4 separate regions of the Sus scrofa genome follow, and regions 1, 3 and 4 are each linked to region 2. The links are chromatin contacts, called in public HiChIP or PLAC-seq maps. All regions are on one chromosome and are shown on one strand. The core of a region is the stretch at or near the end of the contact, and the rest is flanking DNA. Distances in the headings are between cores, read along the strand shown. Region 1 has its middle 74 kb from the start of HIF1A. Region 2 overlaps PRKCH (protein kinase C eta type). Region 3 has its middle 36 kb from the start of HIF1A. Region 4 has its middle 130 kb from the start of HIF1A.

The links. HiChIP or PLAC-seq counts read pairs in DNA pulled down with a chosen protein or histone mark.
Region 1: an H3K27ac HiChIP or PLAC-seq map of skeletal muscle shows a contact between it and region 2. The contact joins two enhancer-like sites. A contact is called at or near these places in 1 of 47 Hi-C or Micro-C datasets (embryonic fibroblasts) and 2 of 2 datasets of contacts at active chromatin or transcription factors (alveolar macrophages and skeletal muscle).
Region 3: an H3K27ac HiChIP or PLAC-seq map of skeletal muscle shows a contact between it and region 2, with 6 times the contacts expected there. The contact joins two enhancer-like sites. A contact is called at or near these places in 1 of 47 Hi-C or Micro-C datasets (skeletal muscle) and 2 of 2 datasets of contacts at active chromatin or transcription factors (alveolar macrophages and skeletal muscle).
Region 4: a contact with region 2 is called in an H3K27ac HiChIP or PLAC-seq map of skeletal muscle. The contact joins two enhancer-like sites. A contact is called at or near these places in 2 of 47 Hi-C or Micro-C datasets (embryonic fibroblasts and mesenchymal stem cells) and 2 of 2 datasets of contacts at active chromatin or transcription factors (alveolar macrophages and skeletal muscle).

The regions. Positions count from the first base shown.
Region 1 is chr1:190,549,287-190,552,590 of Sscrofa11.1, reverse strand. No RefSeq gene overlaps it. Among named protein-coding and RNA genes, the nearest start is that of HIF1A, 74 kb to the left of the region's middle. Within about 2 kb of position 1,405, at least 23 of the 83 cell types and tissues checked have an H3K27ac peak or open chromatin away from gene starts, as enhancers often do. A contact at or near this core is called in skeletal muscle, where this site is marked.
Region 2 is chr1:190,350,342-190,353,635 of Sscrofa11.1, reverse strand. The region is part of intron 9 of PRKCH (protein kinase C eta type); the gene reads right to left. Among named protein-coding and RNA genes, the nearest start is that of PRKCH, 150 kb to the right of the region's middle. Within about 2 kb of position 1,350, at least 36 of the 83 cell types and tissues checked have an H3K27ac peak or open chromatin away from gene starts, as enhancers often do. A contact at or near this core is called in alveolar macrophages and skeletal muscle, where this site is marked.
Region 3 is chr1:190,587,461-190,590,773 of Sscrofa11.1, reverse strand. No RefSeq gene overlaps it. Among named protein-coding and RNA genes, the nearest start is that of HIF1A, 36 kb to the left of the region's middle. Within about 2 kb of position 1,708, at least 3 of the 83 cell types and tissues checked have an H3K27ac peak or open chromatin away from gene starts, as enhancers often do. A contact at or near this core is called in skeletal muscle, where this site is marked.
Region 4 is chr1:190,490,854-190,494,394 of Sscrofa11.1, reverse strand. No RefSeq gene overlaps it. Among named protein-coding and RNA genes, the nearest start is that of HIF1A, 130 kb to the left of the region's middle. Within about 2 kb of position 1,669, at least 19 of the 83 cell types and tissues checked have an H3K27ac peak or open chromatin away from gene starts, as enhancers often do. A contact at or near this core is called in alveolar macrophages and skeletal muscle, where this site is marked.

The DNA.
Region 1 (3,304 bases), core at 156-2,655, 200 kb before region 2:
GGGGCAGCATGAGCACCTAGGGAGAGATGGACATGACAGCAAACCATCTTGGAAATAGGTGGAGAAAGAGGGTTTGGAATTATTGAGGGACCTGAGGTTGCAGGAGTGGATGTGACATTTGAGATTGGATACCTAAAGATGGGTGCTCTGGAAAGTCTTGGGCAGGAGGAGGGAACTCCTTTGATGACACTATAATCCCTTATAAAGCACACACTGGAAGGTAACCTAAGAATGTTTTTCAGAATGTTGTAAAGTCACAGAGTTCAGCCTACTTTTTTCAAGCACCTGGCACTCCTTGAGAGGAAGTTCAGGTACGTGGGGAGCCCTTTGCTAAGCCAGAGTGTACTGCTGGGGATCACAGGCAAATGCACTAAATGGTCTACTGCCTAAGTTGATCTTCTGAACTCTCCCATCTCAAGGGCATGCTGTGGTAACCTCTGTGGTCAAATGTCTTTCTTGCTATATTTACCTACCTACCTTTAGGAGTGTAATGTTTCTCATAAAGCCATTGTTTCATTGAGAGGAAGTGTTTTGTACAGTCCCTGGAGTTAAGCTAACTACTCCACTTACTAGGCTTGCGATCTTGGGGCAAGTTGCTTGACCTCCTGATCCATCAGTTTTCCCATCTGTACAATAGGCACCAACAACCTCACAATAACCTCAAAGGGTTGTCTTGAGAGCAAATTGACATAATGCATAGAAAGAGGCACCTTGAAAGCTTTCAATGAAGGATAAGTATCTTTGTTATTAAAACTGTGTCCTCAGATGAGCTTCTCAGTTTCTTCTTTGGGTGGGAAGCAGAAGTTTAGATCATTAACAGGCAAAAGCATTTGCCGGACAAGCTGGAAATCACTATGACTCACTCTCCACAAACGCTGCACTTTGAACAGGAGTGGAATTTTACCTCCTGTGCCACAAAAGCTTTATAAGCTTCTTCAAGGGCTAGTTTATAAGGAGAAAGTGTCTTGGGCCCTTACATAAGATAATAAAGCTCACTGAATCAGAGGAATAAGAAAGGGACTTTGAGAGTCTGTCTATTTCCCGACGACCTACGCCACCCAGGCATGTGAGAATCTGCCTTTATGCAAATAGCTCCTGGGTCTCTTCGGTGGCATTGCCAGCTCCTCCTCCCCTAGTCCCGCCCTCCCTGGACCCAGCTGAGTTCCTGGAGCCCAGTCTTTTTACCCAGGAGCAAAGTTGGAACAATTGTATTCACCAATCTTTGGCCTTATTTTAGGATGAGATAGGACAGTAGAGCACTTTGACTAGCATTTTTATAAATACCATAAAAAAAGAAACTCTTCCTTGGGCCAGTTTCAAGAATTTAGGGCCTTGTGCTGCAGAGTAATGATGTGGAACTGACTCAATCTCATTGTTTTGGCTGCCAAATAGCCAAGGCTGGCTGTGAGCGCCTTATTTTTTCCTAAGCCTCCCCCAGCTGTTCACCATATTCAGGGTTCTGTAGCTAGAGTCTTTTTCCACACAGCAGTCGGAGCACTGTCAGAGCCTGCCGTTACCATCCGGAGTCTGGACTTGACAGAGCCTGGTCTCAAAACTTCCCGGTGCCTGCTTCATCTCTTGTCCCTGCTGTGAAGGAGCAGGCCACTCAGGTGGATCCTCCGTGGCTTCCTATAGTCTGTGCATGACCAGGGCCTCTTCCTCCCTCACCTGCTACGTAGGGAGGGTTTCCTGGCCCATTCTTCCATTCTCACGCTCTTCACACCCTGGTGAGCTCACTCTCACAAAGACAGAGTTTCTTTGTATGCTTAGCTTTTTTTTCTTGCTGAAGAAAAAAAGGAAAAGATAGTCTGATGCTAGCTCCTTTTTTTAGGGCCACAACCATGGCATATGGAAGTTCCCAGGCTAAAGGTTGAATTGGAGCTACAGCTGCTGGCCTATACCACAGCCATAGCAATGCCAGATCCTTAACCCAATGAGCGAGGCGGGGGATTGAATCCGCATCTTCATGGATCCTAGTCAGATTCGTTACCACAACAGGAATTCCACTCTGATTCTAGCTCTTAATCCAAAATGATTCTGCCAAGACTGTCAGGAAAGGTGAATGAAATGATGGGGGTGGGTGTGGAGGCAAGGAAGTGGGTGGGTAATAAGGTGTAAGCAGCAGCAAGGACATTGAGGTTACTGGGGCACACCAGTCATGTGAACAGCAGGTGTTTCTCTCCAGGTCAAAAATACTGTTCTGTAGTCTGTTTTTAAAATTATTATTGTATATATCACATCACTAATTGAGATTAAAATATTAGAGTTCAAAATTCATATTTTATCCATCATTTTAACAAAAGAAATGTTTTTATTTGTCTGAGTTTGGGTTCCTATTGCCCCTATTCACAGTGTTTCTCATGCTGGTTTTATTTTATTTTTTTTTATATTAATCCCCCTACGGGCTTTTTGAGACCTTTGTTCCTGATCACTCCCCCATGAATTTTTTTGGTATTTCTTTTTTTAATACATATTTTTAATGAAGTATAGTTGATGTATAATATTATGTGGATTACGTGTGTACAATATAGTGATTCACAATTTTTACAGATTATACTCTATGGTTATTATAAAATATTTGCTACATTTCCCATGTTGTACACTATATTCCTTATAGCTTATTTCATACCTAGTAGTTTGTACCTCTTGCTCTTCAACCTCTATTTCCCCCTCTACCCTCCCTTTTTCCTACTAGTAACTACTAGTTTGTTTTCTGTGTCTGTGAGTCTGCTTCTTTTTTGTTATATTCATTTGTTCTATGTTTTAGATTCCACATGTTAAGTGACATCATAAAGCATTCATATTTATCTGTCTGACTTATTTCACTTACCATAATGCCCTCCAAGAAGTCTATCCATGATGCTGCAAATAGCAACATTTTATTCTTTCTTATGGATGAGTAGTATTCCCTTGTGTGTGTGTGTATATTAGATATATATTACATTTTCTTAATCCAATCATATCGATGGGCACATGAGTTTATATATTTTGGCTACTGTAAGTAGTGCTGCTGTGAACACTAGGGAGAAGGGATCTTTTCAAATTAGTGTTTTCATTTTTCTCCCAGATATATACCTAGGAGTGGAACTGCTGGATCATATGGTAGTTCTATTCTTAGTTTTGAAAGAAACCTCCATACTGTTTTTTGCAGTGGCTGCACCAATTCACATTCCCACCAACAGTATAGGAAGGTTTCCTTTTCTCCACATCCTCTCCAATGTTTGCTACTTATGTTCAGATGATAGCCCTTCTGACAGGTGGGAGGTGGTATCTATTGTGGTTTTGATTTGCATTTCCCTGATGA
Region 2 (3,294 bases), core at 101-2,600:
TAAGACCTGAGAAATATATCCTTATAGACCGTCCTCAAGAAGTGGGTGGGAGTGGGCTCCTCTACTGTGCAAATACACTGAAACCAGGAGGCCTCACACGGAAAGGAAACAGGAATCCCTGGGGGGCGGGGAAGGGAAGACAGGGCAGGGCTCACCAAAGGCCCCCAGCATGTGTGTAGGGGTTGCGGGGCGGGGGGTGCTGCTGTGAGCCAGAGCTGAGGTTCTACCTGAGAGCACAGGGCAGGACCAGCAGGACAGCAATCAGTCTAGAGGCACTGATATTGGGGGCGGGAGAGGGTCCATGCAGCCGGGTGTGGGGCTGCCAGAGAAGAGGCCAGTGCTCACAGTGGATGACACAGCGTAAACATCAAAGGTGAGCCTGGGGAGGTGAGCTGCTCAGCTCTGCCCCAAGCCCAGCAGGGCCAAGGATCCTGGCCCATCCCTGCCCCCAGGAATCTCCATCAGGTCTTCCTTCCATTGCAGCACATATGAATCCGTGTGCACATGCAGCTTCCAGGCAAGCCCTATGGGCTCTCCTCTGAGCGGATGGCAGGCTCACAACTGCTATTGTGACCAGATCACTCAGAGGCTCAGCGGCTGACTCCACATTGTGGACAGACTGCTTGGGTCCCCAATTGCCTAGGAGAACCTGGCTCCATGAGGGAAGGGCCCCCCTCCTGTGTTCACCGCTGCACCCTAAGACCTCGAAGCTGAGCACATACCCTGAAAGCAAGCCAGGCACATGGCCAAATGAACTGACACCTCTGATGGTCACCTGCTGGCGGGTAAGTCTTTGTGATTCCAATTCTGCTACATTTATACAGAAGGGTGGGCTGATGTTGTCGTGAGTGGCCTCAGAATAATCTGGAAGAGATGGACACAGCTGAGTTCCTACCAGTGATGAAATAATTATGGGGAACTCAAGTATTTCAAAACTTCAGTCCACTCTGGCCTATGGTTTCCACCCAGAGCAGTGGGCTTTTACACTGCATGATTCTCGGTTCAGGGTCAAAGTGAGACCCACTCCAGCTACTCCCAGGGTATCACCTATAGGCCACCCTGAGGTGCTGCCAGTTGGATTGTTAGTCTTATAACAAACCAAAGAAAGACTGGCCTGTAGGTAAGATTCTCCCCCAGAATCCAGTGTCCAGTTTCGGGTCCCTTTCCTTTTGTAGCAGAAAGTAAATCCAGTCACTGTACTGTCTGTTCCATGTGTGTTAATCTTCTCATCCCAACTAGACCAAGGATTCAAAGGACTGTTTCTCTGGCTTAGCTCTCCATCATGGTGATTCCGGTCCAGCTGACTTCTCACTAAACTATTTGGCAGAGAGCCCATCACATTCTCAGGCCTGGAGCCACTCCCAGCACTTCAAGCCCCATGGTTTTAAAGCAGGGCCCTGCTAAGGCCAGGGGATCTAGACTCTGGCAGGTTCCCAGGCACGGGCAGGGAAAACCATGACCAAAACTCACTACCACAAAGCTCAGGCAGCGGTCGGGGAATGCAGAGACCAGAGCTGATCCTGGCAAGTCTCAGATGAGTCACAGGAAATGACAGGCGATCCAGGAACCACCTTAGAACCATGGAGGTGGGGGGTCGAGGCCAGGTCTAGGTCATCAGCATCGATGAAGGCTAGCAACGAGGCCAGCTACAACAAAACAACCTCAAAGGGAAACACATGCCAAACCTTTCAAACCCTTGGGTCACGCCGAGTGTTCTGGCAGGCGGAGCCAAGCAGAGGGAGCGAAGGGAACAGCCAGAACTCCGGGTTCTCCTCCTTCCCATTCATTGCCATGGCTCTATTGAGTCACAGAGAGGCGGGAAGCCGGGAAGCCTCAGAGGACAGAAGCAAAGGTCCGAAATAAACCTCCCAGAAATCCAGGGCCTGGAAACAACCTCTGTGCATTCTGTCCCGGGCCTGAACACGATGAATAAATTGGGAACATGCCCACTTGGGAAACGCCATGTTCTGGCTCGCTTTCTGTTTTTATCTGAGCCAAAGGCAAACTCTACCAAATGACCCAGAAGCTGACCCAATTGTATGTGTGGTACCCATGGCTCAGGGAAGGGAGGAAACCCAACAGGTAAAAGGAAAAGGCCTTTCCTTAGGTATTTTATAAAAGGCCACCACTCTGTATATTGTAAAAAAAAAAAAAGGGAGGGGGGCTGAATTCCTGCCTGGTGACACTCTCCTTAGCTGCACACATTGCAGAGGGGACATTTCTACTTGTGGGATAAAGCAACTAGCATAGATCAGGAAGCTGGTTAAGAACCCCAGCCCGACTCTTGCTTGCTGTGTAATCTGGGGCAAGTTCTTTCACCTCTCTGGACTTCAGTTTCCAGAACTTTAAAATGACGCTAGACAAGCAATGAGATCCTGTTGTATATCACTGGGAACTATATCTAGTCACTTGTGATGGAGCATGATAGCAGATAATGTGAGAAAAAGAATGTATATAGGTATGTGTGACTGGGTCACCTGGCTGTATAGTAGAAAACTCACAGAACCCTGTAAACCAACTATGATGGAAAAAATAAAAATGAAAAAAGATAATGTGGAATAAACTTGGTAGTTTAGTCTTTATGCATTGAAGAAGCCTGGAAGATCATATATGACAATGCTAATAAGAGTTGTCTTTGGCCTGTAAGATTGTGAATTATTTTTACTTTCTTCTTTGCATGTATTTATAAAGAGAATTAGGAGTTCCTGTCATGGTGCAGTGGAAATGAATCCGACTAGGAACCGGGTTGTGGGTTCAATCCCTGGCCTTACTCAGTGAGTTAAGGATCTGGTGTTATTGTGAGTTGTGGTGTAGGTCACAGACACAGCTTGGATCTGGCGTTGCTGTGGCTGTGGTGTAGGCTGGCAGCTACAGCTCTGATTGGACCCCTAGCCTGGGAACCTCCACATGCCATGGGTACGGCCCTAAAAAAAGACAAAAAATAATAATAATAATAAATAAAGAGAATTAAATACTTTTAGATTCAGGGGGAAAAAATGAGGCTAATAGTATCTACACTTCGTATTTGTTGTGGATTACCGTGGGCATCAGGAGATATTTCATCCAAAAGATATTTGTGAAAAATACCTAAATGCCCAGTTGTCCAGATCCTGGTAATGAACATAAGTATCCAGCATCCGCTAGGGCCTCAGTGAATAGCAGCTGCTGCTACTTCATCCTTCAGCCACCCCTTCTGCAAGGCTGGGGCAGTTAGGCTCCGAGGATCCACCAGCTATGTAAGGTGTTCACAGAGGCCTTGCCCTGCTGAGGGAGAAGTCTTTCCGCTTTTGTGGC
Region 3 (3,313 bases), core at 459-2,958, 240 kb before region 2:
GTTAGAATATTACATAAACTTAGTAGATAAAACAGAAGCAGGATTTGAGAGGATTGACTCCAATTTTGAAAGAAGTTCTACTGTGGGTAAAATGCTATCAAATAGTACTACGGAGAAATCATTCGTGAAAGTCAATAGAGGGGGCAAACTTCATTGCTGTCTATTTTTAAAAATTCCCATGGTCCCCCCAACAGTTAGCAACTGCTACCCTGATTAGCCACCAGTCATCAACATGGAGGCAGCACCCTCTACCAGCAAAAAGATCAGGACTTGCTGAAGGCTCAGGTGATGGGGAGAATATTTTAGCAATAAAGTATTTCTTTGTTAAGGTATATACATTTTTTAGATACAATGTTATTGCACACTTAATAGACTACAGTATAGTGTAAACATAACTTTTACATACACTGGGAAACCAAAAAATTCATATGACTTACTTTATTGCAATATTTGCCTTATTGCAGTGGTCTGGAACCAAAGCTACAATATCTTGAGGCAGGTCTGTAGCTCCCCATCCATCCACACATTCATTTAGTCCATCAGTCATTCACTTAATCTGAGTCAATGTCCTTTGCAGCCTAACTCACTTCCTCCCTTATTTGACTCTGTTCCTCTCTGAATAGCTGGGTTCTCTTTAATATACAACTAACACCCAAAATGTAACTTGGTCTCATCTTGTTAGCTAAATAATATTATATGCTGTGCACAGTAGGATTAATTTTTGTAAGAAGAGATGTGCATATGCAAAAAACATAGGAGAATCTACAAAGCACATTAACCACTTAACCAGTCATCAACATGGAAGTCATGATGATTTTCACCTCTTTTGTTATACTTTAATTTGCTGACTGATTTTATTCCTAGTAAAACCTGTCAGTGATTACAAAAACAGAGATTTTGTAATAAGACAAAACAATAGTGCTAGTTCCATGTGGAAAAAATGAATGATGTTTAACATAGATCCTCAGCATGTTAAAGTAGGGAGCCAGGAGGAATGAAGCGCAGAATCAAGCCTTGTTTGGGGTGAGTAAATTTAGTGAGAGAAATTCTTATCTACAAAGCTACAATTTTAATCCATAACGCCAGGCGGTCATTTCATAAATTGTTTCCTTTGGTCATATAAGGTGACCGTGGGTCACATGGGCGATGTTAGGAAAACAAATCAGGGCTTCTGTCCCACCAGTGGTGGATTTGGTATCTCTCCCAGGAAGAAAGACCATTCTATAATGCCAATAAGCTTATCGAACCTTCAGCAATTAACCCTTCCCCTATCCCCCCAATTCTGCTTAAGGCATTATAGGGCTGGCTAAGGCTTTGAACAAAATTAAGATCTGTTAAATTAATAATTTCATCTTTCCATTAAGAATTTATTTTGCACTTACAAAATTGGACTATATCCTTGTGTTTATTTTTTAAAGCTGGAAAATAAAAGTGAAGTAAATTTGTCTTCCTCAATTATTGTATTTTCGAGCAAAGTTTACTTATACTCAGTGAAATCATAGCTTTTCTGGTAATTTTTTTCCCTAGCAAAGAAACCTTAATCTTCTTTCTGCAAATGACTATTTGGGCAGCAAATCCTCCATTGAAAATTGTTCCAGACCTCAAGTTACATAACCTGAACAGATGGCAGTCACACAGCTTTGACACGTCAAGATGCAATCCTAGGACAGGCTGAAGAACTCGCACTGGAGCCTTCCAGTGAACAGGCAGGCAGATCCCATGAGCAAGCAGACATGCGTGGCTGTGGGATCCGGTTCAGAACTGCGCTCTGGTTCAGCTTCCCGTGTTCACAACCCAGGAGCAAATTCCTCAGGATCCTGAAAGAGGTACAAATTGTCCTAGAGAAACTAGTGGTAAATTGAGTTGAATCATAAAAATAAACAAATTTCTCCTGTGGGAGAAAACATTCTCTCAGGGAATGTTACACTAGGAGAGTGATTTAATTTACGGTAAGAGTTGCAATGTCACAGGCAGTTGAGCATTGAACGGCTGCATTCTAATTGAGCCTTGGGCTTGGAGCACAAAGGGACGAAACAGATACAAACACCTGTCTTCACAGAGCTTGCAATTTACTAGGGGAGGAGGACAATCAATCCATAAACAAATGAACACACACACACACACACACACACAAATGAGTGAGAAGTGCCAAGGAGGGGAAAAAAATGCAGAGAAGAGGGATAAGAAGAGGTGTGTATGAAATTTTAGACAGGATGGCAACAGAGGTCCTTTTTTAAAAAAATTTTTTTTCATTTTTTTTCTGCGCCCATGGCATGTAGAAGTTCCCAGGGCCAGGTATTGAACCTATGCCACAGAAGTGACCCAAGCCGCTGGAGTGACAATGCCAGATCACCAGATCCTTAATCCACTGTACCACAGGAGAACTCCAGAAGTCCTCATTTAAAAAGACTACATTTGAGTAAAGACCTGAAGAAAATGGAAATGCCAATTATGTGCATACTGGGGGAAAAAACTTTTTTTTTTTTTTTTAAATGGCTGTACTTGCAGCATATGAAACTTCTAGGGCCAGGGGGCCTACACCTCAGCCACAGCAATACTGGATCCTTAACCCATTGAGAGGTCAGGAATCAAACCCGTATCCTCACAGAGACAACATTGGGTCCTTAACCTACTGGGCCACAACGGGAATTCCAAGAAAAGCATTCTAAAGGGAGGAAACAGCAAGTGCCAACACACAGAGTTGGGGGGATCACTGACCAAATAGGGAACTACAAAGTCCAGGGTGGCTGAAGCAGAGTGCACAGGGGAGAGCAGGGTGAGAGGAGATTTGAGAGAGTTGAGTTCAGATCACATAGAGTTTTAAAGGTCATAGTTTGGGATTTGTCTTTTATTCAAAGTGCAGTAGAAATCACTGGGGGGGGGGGATTTGAACAAAGGACAAGATTTGAATTGTTGATCTGGATGACTTGGTGTAGGAAATCATCCATTGGGTAGTAAGTCCAGAGGCCAGGGGTGGGGAAGCCAGGGGCCAAAGGGCAGCAGTTAGGAGGCTCTTGAGAGAAAGAAATAACAATGATATGAAGCAATATGGCGGCAGTGGAGATAAGTGGAAGTGCGCAACTTCTGGCCATATTATTAAGGTAAAACCAACTGTTCTGGTGTTTATGGATTAGGTCTATTGTGTAAAAGAAAGAGAAAAGTCAAGATTTGGAGGGCCGTGCAACTGGGAGGATGGAATAGAGCTGAGAAGTTTAGTAAAAAGGAGAAGGATGTGGGAGGAGAGGTAGGGATGTCAGGAGTTCAGTTTGGGATGTATTGTTCGAGATGCCTGTTAGACACCCAAGGGGAGATG
Region 4 (3,541 bases), core at 420-2,919, 140 kb before region 2:
AAGACTTCTGTTTTCTCAGAAGAGAAAAGAATAGCAGTAAGAAGGTGTGTGAGGCCTCGGCTTGAGGAAGCGGAGGGTGTTAGTGGGTACTGGGTCTCCTTATAAGTGTGGCCATCCTCTTGGTGGCATTTCATCCATGTGTTGTGGTTTTCCCAGGTGGAAGCAAGGGCTGACTGGGATTTTACTAATGACCTCCATCAGCAGACCCTGGGTGGGGGTAGGGGTGCGGGGGGGGGGTGTCTCTCTCAAACTTTAACATATGAGCAGATCCTCTCTAAAATGCAGATCTCCTTTCAGTGGGTCTGAGACAGAGTCTGCCTTTCTATCAAGCTCCTGGTGCCATGCACATTTTGAGTAGGGAGAGGTTAGTTTTCTATTTATTGCCTCTCTACCCTCCTGCTGGGCTATGTTATTTTATCAAAACAATGCAATAGGAGCGAGGGCCAATGACTGGCCTCCTGAATCATCTATTGTTAGAGCTGTTTCTTGCAGTGCATTAAAAAGGGCCCTCCCAGTAGTTCCCCTTTGTGCAAGAAGCCCATTTGTAACAAGACACTGCTGGCAAGCAAGCTACTGTGCAAAGCTGCTTTGGCTCTTTCTGCCTGCTGCCAGGTAGCTGCTGGTTGGTGTCTGAGCAGGAAGTTTTCTGTGATAGTGTTGATGGTGCTGATTCTGAAGAGGGTGGGGTGTTCTTTGCTGTAGTAGCTTCAGAGACCACTCTCTGCACTACTACCCACACCCTATGCCCACGCTCATGGGAAGGATGAGGTGGAAGCTGAGAGAGAGAAGCATCAGGCAAATTTCTGCAGACCCAGCGATGTTATTTTTCACTTTCTCTGCTACAGGACATCCCACACTTTTTATAAATATTTATAGGACAATTTCCCTCTTGAGAGAGCCCAAGTGTGGGCGATGGCGGGGAGGATGAAGGGAGAGAGGAGGAAAACGGCAGTGCTTGCATTGTATGAGTGAAGTTGGGGGAAAACCCTGATGGCTTGTTTCAGGCCAATCTCCTCATCTGCAAGAGGAAGAGCTGGGCTAGATTAGAGATACTAAAGCAGGGCTCTGTGATTAAGCCAGTAACTCCCTGCAGTTATAAGCAATGTTTCATCATTGTGGAATTTTTTCCAAGGCAAGAGCTAATAAATTTCAACAGTTTCTCAAAGGGTCCGTGATTCACAAAATGTTCATCAGCACCTTTTCAGGCAGGATCATCTTCTAGGCCAACCTAGAGTGAATATCTGGGGTGCTGAGGCTTCTAGCAGCAGCGGAGATCAAGTTCAGGTCACGGGACTAGGCAGGTTGGGGCAGCCACTCAGAATCGTTTTCAGCAGGGTCGGCAGGGGGCTGACTCTCAGCAACCTCATTTCACAGAGGGCAGGCTGAGCTGCGGTCAATTCAAGTGACTCTAAACCTCTGAGTTGGGAGCCGAGTCTGGACCAGAACCCAAGCCTGATATAGAGAGTCCAGGTCCGCACTGCTGAAAAGCACCTTCAATCAGGCCGTCGTTTCGGAAGGGCAAGACATTTGTGACCACAGCGCCAGGAGCTCAGCTGGCTATTTCTAGCTTGCTGAATGTCAAAAATCCAGGCCGCTTCTCACAGCAGCCTCCACTTGTCAGACCAAATCAAGGCATCGGAGCGTCAAGCAGGCGAATCAGCTGCCTTCAGCTCCAGCCTTGCTGCGCCCGCCTGCGCGGTGCACCTGACCTGGTCCTTGCGCAGCCCTGCCCCCACGCCCACCTATACCCCCTGGTCCAGCCTGTGCGGACTCGAGGGTTTTCTTAGCGAGGACCCACTGGCTTGGCAGTCTGCTAGGACCCAGTGTGACGCCAGGAGATGTTCTCCTATGGCTTTTGACCCCAACATCAGACTGGGCAAGACACTCTGCCTTCTCTCTGGTTTTATTTTATTTTATTTTGACTCTTCCACTTTCACTTGCATCTCTTTCTCAATGCGACTCCCACCTCCCACTCCAGTTCTTTTCTAAATCCAAATCAATGAGCTGGTTTGTGTCTGCAGAGTCCAGTTTCACAGCCACACAAGCAAACACCAGTCCTGTGTGTCTGCTGTCGTTTTCCTTTCATGGAAATATTAGAACAATTGTGGGGTTAGGCTTTGGACACCGCTGGCTGACTTGACCCTCAGGGAGCTGACAGCCTCCTGGGGGAGAGAATGTGATATTTAAAATTGTGATTTGAAGGTTTCAGAGGCGGCAGTGAGCAGGGTAGGAAGAGAGAACAGGCAATAGGGTGAGACTTGAAAGAAGGCAGGGTGGCCATTCGTGTGAAGACATGGGAGCCAGTGCCACCTGATAAGCTAAGGAGGAGCCGAGAAAGGAACATGGGTCAGAGAAAAGTGGGTAGACTTTATCCTGCCCATGCAGGCCTTTTGGAGGGTATTTTGCTGTTGTTTTGCTTTGCTTTGGATGGTTTTAACCACGGCAGTCACTGGTCAGATATGTTTTCTTAGGTGGAGCTGGAAGCGGGACTCCTCTAAGTCTGATCACAGGGGTTGCAGCATCATGGAAGCCATGTTCCTCCACTTGAGGCTCAAATAACCCATTTTCTTTTGCTCACCCCATGCCGGCCCTGCTGCTTTATTCCTCTCCTTAGCACCACTCTGACTGGTTTGGCCTTCTGCATCTTGCTGGCCCTTACCTAACCTTTAGGTAAGGTGCTAGGTTGACTGTACTTCTAATCACCACCCTATTTTCAACACTCATTGACTCAATAAATGTAAGTGGCTGCTCTGTGCCAGGTGCTATGCTCTTCATTGGGGGTATACAGAAGAGAAGATTCACATGTTTCCTGACCCCAAAGAGCTTAGAATTTGTCCAATGTTTCCCAAATTTGCTCATTCATCAGCGTCAACTGTAAAGGTTTTTTTTTTTTTTTTTTTTTTTTTTTTTTTTTTTTTTTTTAAATGCAGCTGATTGAACATCACCTGGGCTGAGGGCTAAATGGGAATCTTTGGGGGTAAGTTCCAGGGAGCCATGTTATTGAAACTCTCCTCCAGGTAATTCTGCTAGGCAGTCCAAACCACTGAGCCTTAGAGGAATGCTGGACTGGAATTTCACTGGTGGTTGTTCCTCTGCATGGCTGCTTGGGAAAACAAACTTAAAGTCAGGTTCTTAGCCACAAGAAAGTCAGAAATCATCAGAGGAAAACAGGGAAAACTCAGTCTGTCTGGGCTATAGGTCTGGGACCTGCTCACATGACTTTAAAGAAAGGGGAGGGACAGCGGGGATGGATGAATGGGAGGATGAGGTAGAATGTATTGGGATGATGGGCTGGGCTGTGCCTGCCTAGAGTGGGAGGTGCCTCTTTCTCGACCTGAATTATATAAATCACCCATTAGAAAGAAAGAGACCAGCTTCTGGCTTGATGACTCCTTTTCGGACCACCTTGACTGTCATGGTCAAGAGCTAGGGTTGACTGCACCAGGCAATTCCAAAGGGTGGCTGTGGAAAAAGAGTCATCAAGTACATTATACACAAACCCATAAATTCCCACCAATTAAGCCTGAATCCTGGGGCAAGC